Linked DNA regions of Mus musculus: region 1 is linked to region 2. The links are chromatin contacts, called in public Hi-C maps. All regions are on one chromosome and are shown on one strand. The core of a region is the stretch at or near the end of the contact, and the rest is flanking DNA. Distances in the headings are between cores, read along the strand shown. Region 1 holds the start of Cox17 (cytochrome c oxidase assembly protein 17, copper chaperone). Region 2 holds the start of Rabl3 (RAB, member RAS oncogene family-like 3).

Region 1 (3,556 bases), core at 721-3,220, 810 kb before region 2:
CAAATGATGCCTTTATTCTATACCCAAGGAATAATAAACATTTCTTTATAATGAAATAAACTGAATATTTACATAAAATGACGAGGAAAGAGTCTAACGTTTGGTCCTCCTATCACACAGAAATTAACTTCCTGTTTCTCCTTTTCCTCTTACATCCAAATACCTAAGCCTACCTTTAATCATTAAACACCCAACAACATAAACATCAAAAGAGATCTGGTAGCCACGAGCAACCAAGATGAATCGTTCTTCAGAAGGTTAAGGGTCTGTGATGATAAAATCCTAAGAGTAGTCACAAGAGCCCAAATGTACTGAAACACCCCTGTAATCATGCTCGGGAAGCTAAGACAGGAGACTCCTCAGGAGGAGGCCAGCTTGGGCTACATGGCAAAACCCTGTCTCAAAAAGAATAAGAGGTTCTCCTATTACCATCCTTACCAGCAGATGAGAAGACTGGGTGTGACAGTGAGTTCCGTATAACAGCTAGCTTCCCCTTACCACCGACACCCACTGCTAAACCTTACAGAAATGCGGGACTCGTTCAACACACGTGTGAAGCAGACTTGTTAAGTACCTTGCATAAGGTCACCAACTTGGAGGGAGAAGATTCAAAGCCTGACTGTATTTCTAAGCTCTGAGTCTTGAGCCACACCAAAGTCTCCTTAAGCAGGTTACCTTGGTATTTCAAGAACCTTGGTATCAGATCGATCTTTAAATTCTCCATTTATAGGTAGTGATAATAATAACTGGTTACACTCTTATTACCTTACAATACCAAGGAATACTTTGTTTTGTGTATTTTTCTATTTTTATTTTGAGACATGGTCTCACTCGGATGTTCAGGCTAGACTTAAAACTGTTTCAGTCTCTCCGGTAATGAAATCACACCATGAGAATCCATATTTGTTTCTCCGAGTATTTTTCTGCTTTGATGGGAGAAGATGGAGATGCATAGCCACACTGAGGACTTCAGTATCTGCCCCAGAACCCAGGCTACATAAAAGGGAGGAGACCAAACAAAACCTTTTGTGACTTGATGATAAAGTCGATGAACATTAATATCACCTCTGTCCTGTAGACAAGTTTTACAATTTGTTTTTATGTGTATAGGTGTTTTGCCTGCACACCATGTGTGTGCAGTGCCCGCAATAGCTAGAAGGGGGTGTCAGATTATTCTGGGGTTGGAATTACACAAGATTGTTAACAGTCGTGTGGGTGCTGGGAATCGAAACTAGGCCCTCTGGAAGGTCAACCAGGGCTTTTATCCACTTAGCCATCTCTCCAGCTCCAGACAGGTTGACTTTTAACTTCTTGGAAAGGGTATCCCTTCAGAAATGTATCCTGTGTTCTACTATTCACACGTTTCGACCAAAAAAAAAAAAAATTACTAAAGATTACCTGAAAAATTTACACCTAGGTCTTAGTAAATCTATCACAGCTGGTGGTATAGTATTGGCTGGTAACAAATCTCCACATATTTTAAATGCCTTTAAATCAAGAAGCATCTTTACGCACTTCTATTTATCTGGGTCTTATCCCTAAGAAGACTAAAATGCAATCGTAGTAAGGAATGAAGGACGAGAACCTTGGGATCAATGTAACCTCTTGCCCTCTCCGTTGACCCCTAACTGAGACTGGGGTGCGGGATCAGGGAGCAGAGAGGACAGCGGAACTATGGGTCCCTGCATCTCCAGAGTCCCAGAGAGCAGAGTGGAGCCGAGCTGCTAAAGCCCGGGCTTCCCTCCCGGGCTACGCACTGACCACGCATCACGCGCCTTCTTGGTTTCCGGGCAGGCACAGCAGGGCTTCAGTGGCTTCTTCTCCTGAGCCTCGGGCGGGGCAGGGCTAGCGGCCGCCAGTCCCGGCATCTTTCCAGGCGAAAGCAACTATGAGCGCACACGCGCAAAGCTCCCAAACTCCGACTACCCTGAGCCGTCTGTCTCCACTTCCGCAGTCAATCGAAGGGGGACAGGAAGTCCCGCCTCTCCGGACGGAAGTAAGTCTAAGAAGCGCGTGCGCAAAAGAAGTGGTACAAGGCCTCGCTCCAAGGGCGTGGCGTCAGCGCTGGCGCAAAGGTTAAAAGGTCACCCAGAATGGTTTTTGTTTTTGTTTTGTTTTTGAGATTGTAATTTAATTACATCATTTTCCCTTTCCCTTTCCTTTCTACAAATCCTTACATATACATACCCATTCCCCACTATCCTTCAAATTCATGGCCTTTTCCTCCCTAATTGTTATTGCATGCTTATATGTATACATGCATACATATATTCCTATATGACCCATTCAGTCCAGTATAATGCTAACTGTATTCGTATTTTCAGGGCTGACCTTTTGGTACTGGACAAGCAGTAGCAGATCCGGGTTCCACCCTGGGATATTTTATGGTCTTTCTTCCTTCCTGCTTTGTAGACATTCTGCAGATACAGATACAAAGGCCCCCTACCTCCTATTTCTCTCCGGCATATATGCTAAATTTTCAGATAATATATCATGACACAGTAGTCATGAAAGAAGATAAGATTTTTTTCTACTTTCAACAACTGTGATGGGCTGTCTCTGTCTCTCTGTCTCTGTTTCTCTCTCTCTCTCTCTCTCTCTCTCTCTCTCTCTCTCTCTGTGTGTGTGTGTGTGTGTGTGTGTGTGTGTGTGTGTGTGTTTTGGATAAGTAAATGACATGGTAACTGATACTGAAAGTGTAACCCCCTCAGTAGAGCTCCATTGCTTCAAATCAACCATTCTAATTGTATTCAAGTTCACTAAGATGTACAGCATTGAGTGGCTTCCTTAAACTAGCTGTAGGTCAGGAAAAAAGTGGTTTGTAGTTATTTATTGTATGTATCTGAGTACACTGTAGCTGTCTTCAGACACACCAGAAGAGGGCATCAGATCTCATCACAGATAGTCATGAGCCACCATGTAATTGCTGGGAATTGAACTCAGAATCTCCAGAAGAGCAGCCAATACTCTTAACCAGTGAGCCATTTCTTCACACACACCCAAAAAAGTGGTTTTAATTTTAATATAAATATTTATAGACAAAGTCTCTAGCCTAAGCTGGCCTTGAATGATCTGTGGATGACCCTGAACTGATTATTAAATGTTGGAATTACAAGTGTGTGCCATCCTTTCCTGGTATATAAGGACTTCCTGCATGTTAGGCAAATAGTCTACAAACTGGGTTACATACCCTCAGCTCCTAAACTGGTTTTATTAATTGTGCAATCAGATATTTGTCATTATACCAATTAACAGAATTAAAAATGCCTTTTCCTGGCATTTCTTAAATTCAACTAGGATCAATATAATCTTCAGCATCACAGCTTCCCTGTATAGAGTTGAGCGTGAGAGGCATTTAATCTTCATAACAAACGGAGGTTCAGAAGGGCATATGATTCATTCAGAGCTACATAGCTCATGAGGTTCCATCTCTCCCCATGGTCCATGCACTATCCTGTGCAATGTATCTAAAGGCAAAGTAACTTTCACTTTCAAACCACTCACCTGTATTTACTGGCGCTACTGCATTTTTGTGTAGAGTAAATGAACAAAGAAG
Region 2 (3,597 bases), core at 438-2,937:
TTGAAGCAATGCTTCACCCCCTTTTAGATCTATTGGGCTCAGGCAATCTTTTCATTAACACTAAAGGGCACCTCTTCAAGAGCTAGGTGGAGAGGAAAGAGATGAGTCTTCTATTTTCATGGCTATGAGTCTTTTATTTGCGGGTGTGGAGTCACTCATTCATTTACCTGGCTGTTGTTAATTGTATCAAACACTTGGGAAATCTCTTTGTTGTGCAATGTTATATATAGACCTATCATTAATATTTACTTTTTATTATAAAAACTCTATTACCAAAAACTGAGAAAGTATAAAAAAAAAAAAACCAAACAACAACATCACCTTAGAGCACTATTGCCAGCCATATGACTTTCTCTATTATACCATGTTGTTATTGTGATCATATACAAAGTGTACTTAAAAACAAACAAAAGAACCGCATGGGGCTCAGTGCTTGCCCTACAAGCATGAGAACCCGAGTTGTGTTCACAGAACTGACACACAGCAGCCAGGCAAAGAGGCACACGTCTCTAATGTCAGTGCTGGGGAGGCAGAGAGAGGCAATCCCTGATGTTTGTTGGCCTGACAGCCTTAGCCTAGGGGCTCCAGGCCAAGGGGAGAGCTTGTCTTAAAGAAGGTCGGCGGCTGTAGTGGCTATTCTTGGTTGTCAGCTGGACTATATCTGGAATGAACTACAATCCAGAATTGGAGGGCTCACTGTGATCCTGATCTCGTGGCTGGGAGATTCAAGTTTCTGACCTGGATCTTGAGGCATAGTGGCTATGAATCCCAGGAGACTAAGACAAGGAGATCTCTGAGTTCAAGGTCATCTGGGACAAAGCAAGTCCCAGCACCAGGCAGGGAGGCCTACACCTTTAATCTGGGCTACACCTTCTGCTGGAGACCTACTTAAGGACATTGGAAGGAGGAAGATTCTTCTTCGTTTGCTTGCCTTGTGGGACTGAGCAACTGCTAGATCCTTGGACTTCCATTCACAGCTGCTGCTGACCATTGTTGGGGAGTTGGGCTACAGACCGTAGGTCATCAACAAATTCCCTTACTATAAGAAACTACCCATAAGTTCTGTGACTCTAGAGGACCCTGACTAATACAGTGGCAGAGGCAGGTGTATCTCTTCATTTTAGGCCTGCCTTGTTTATATAGTGAGTTTTAGACTAGCCTGATATACATAGCTAGTTCTACGTTAGTCAGGACTACTTAGTGAGACCATGTCTTACCCCACACCCACTCCCCAGCAACAAAGCTTGCAGTGGAAGAACTGGAATGTTTTTTGTGGCTCCTGGTAGGAGCTCTCCCCTCTCTGGAACCAAAACTTCTAGGCCAGCAGAACCTAGGGTTGTGGGGACAGGAAGCAAAAATTTTCCTAGAGGGTCACTAGGAGTGATAGTGAGTGGAACTAGTCCCTTTTCCACCCATAGACTCCGCGCCCCCCACCTCCCGCCACGCCACCACGTCGACAAAAGGAGCAAAGTCCTCTGGGAAGTGTAGTTTTAAGGTCTTGAAAGGAATTTCAGCTGTCGACCTAAGCGCTAGGCAGCTGGGGGGGTAAACAGCGAAGAGAGAGCGGTGTCGGGAAGCTCGGGCGTGTTGGTAGTCCCAGACGTGGGTTAAGCGGCTCACCTGAGTCTCCCAACACCAGAACCTTCACCCGATCCAGGGACGCCATCTTGCCACGATTTCCTTGAGGTTGACGCCCGTTCCTGGATTCTCACCAATCAGCGCAGGGCTTGTGGGCAGGGCAAATCATCTCATTGGTCGGTCAGAGCGTGACTGATCGAAAGCTTCGGGGTGCGGATTAGCGGGCGGTTTCCAAACCGGTCGCAGGAATTAGGCGTTCGTCCTTGTCTCGCAAGTGGCGTGGGCTGGCTGAAGCCGGTAGTTGAGGTGCTGAGGGCGGCTGTAGTGGGAGTGTTCGAGCATCCACTTGGGTAAACCTCATTCTCCCGTCCTTGTTCCCGGTTTCTGACCTGGCGTGGCATTTCATGGTTTCTTCTATCCGTCCCCTTCCTTGTCTAGTCCCCTCTCCTCGGCCACCTCTTGCTTTGGTCCTCTTCTTAGTCTTCTAAAGAACCATTGCCCCGGAGCGGCCCATGTGCGACCTCGGGTAGGACGGGCTTGGCGGCGTCGAGTGTGGCCCGGGAAGCCCCTGGGCGCGTCTGAGGGACTGTGGGGTCTCGGGGTCTGGACATGTCTGAACACAGCTGGTGGAGGGCACCTCGGTCCGGAGCTGTCTCCGTCGTAGGACGAAGGAATGGAGAGTTCGTAAAATACAGTAACAGAAAACTGTAGAGGCTCTGTAGGATCCACGTTCTTCTAGAACTTGGGAAGTAGTATTTAAAAATAGTCTAACTAAAAGGGCTTCCTGCACCCACTTTGTGTTTTTTTTTTAAATCCCTTTTCATCCAGCATAGTTTTTTCAAAAATCACAAGTTTAATGTAGTAGCTCCTTGCTTAAAGCAATTACAAGTTAAATTTAAAAAGAAAAAAAAAAGATGGCTTATAGCGCTCATTATTGGGATGCAGGTGTGAAACAAGTGATTTGTGTGGAAGCTGGCAGGATGGATATGCTACAAGAACACGTGCCCAGAGGATGTATTGAAAGTTCAGGTATCTCAGTAGAATATGCTAGGCGCTAGCATTAATGAACAAGAGGCCTTCGAAGTAGAAACTGTACAAATTCTGAGGAAATGCGAGGGAGAGTGTTGGATGCCACTGTTGGGGATTTGAGAAGGCCAGGAAACATTACCCAAAGCCTAACTACAGTAGGAGAAAGGTTTGGGCTTAGCTTTGAGGACTGAGGGTGGATATGAGGATGACTTTGCTAAAAAAGCAGAGTGGTTTGAACTTTTGATTCTCCCAGTTCCACACCAGGGGCACAGTGGTCCTTAAAAGTTTTTACAACTAGAATCTAGGTCTGGACTGGGTAAGGTGACGTTGGGAGATGAGATGCCTGATTACTGTGAAGAGAAGAAGATAAATGAAGACCACTAGCTACCACACCAAGAAGCCTCCACAGACAGAGAAGTTACTTAAGTGTCACCTGCCATAGAGACTAGCTAATATAGGAACATGGTCTGACTTTGGCCATTTACTTCCAATCTGCAAGAGGAGTAGGCAGTTGGGATTTATAGGCACCCAAGATTTTTAAATGTCGACAACCAATTCATAAAGTTGTTGAAAACGTTCTGTATGGGCTGTCAGTTTTAGAACTTGATTTAAGGAGCTTTAAGAAGCCCAGAGATTGAATACTCTTGATTTATCTTAATTGGGGATGTGGGGAAGGAGCAAAGCCCTGTGTGAGAAAGGCTCTTTAATTATTTTATATGTGAAGAAATGAAGGCTGTGGATTTTCTGGGGCTAACACTAAGAAGCTGACCTGGGATTTCCAAGCTTCAAACTATTGGCTGGAAGAGTATTGATAACGTCCCTTTGTACTGATTTTCAGGACACCCAGAGGAGTATCAGACAGAGGAAACAGGCTGAACAGCAAGTACTAGTCCTCTCCATGCAGGATGTTCATTTGAAGGATACAAAATGGTCATGGCCATGGGACAGATTAGAGCAATGATCAGGGACTTGTTGCACATTAGAGTAATC

The links. Hi-C and Micro-C count contacts between places; a contact is called where the count stands out from the background.
Region 1: a Hi-C map of CD8 T cells shows a contact between it and region 2, with 6 times the contacts expected there. The contact joins the promoter of Cox17 here to the promoter of Rabl3 in region 2. A contact is called at or near these places in 2 of 39 promoter capture datasets (the C10 cell line and pre-B cells), 3 of 484 Hi-C or Micro-C datasets (CD4 T cells, CD8 T cells and pre-B cells) and 1 of 9 other capture datasets (liver).

What each region holds. Positions count from the first base shown.
Region 1 is chr16:38,345,413-38,348,968 of GRCm38.p6, reverse strand. Cox17 (cytochrome c oxidase assembly protein 17, copper chaperone) reads right to left here and starts at 1,970. Exons shown (of 3, transcript NM_001017429.2): 1 at 1,762-1,970. The coding sequence starts at 1,868.
Region 2 is chr16:37,537,984-37,541,580 of GRCm38.p6, reverse strand. Rabl3 (RAB, member RAS oncogene family-like 3) reads right to left here and starts at 1,687. Exons shown (of 8, transcript NM_001042499.1): 1 at 1,621-1,687. The coding sequence starts at 1,666. Gtf2e1 (general transcription factor II E, polypeptide 1 (alpha subunit)) reads left to right here and starts at 1,792. Exons shown (of 5, transcript NM_028812.4): 1 at 1,792-1,928.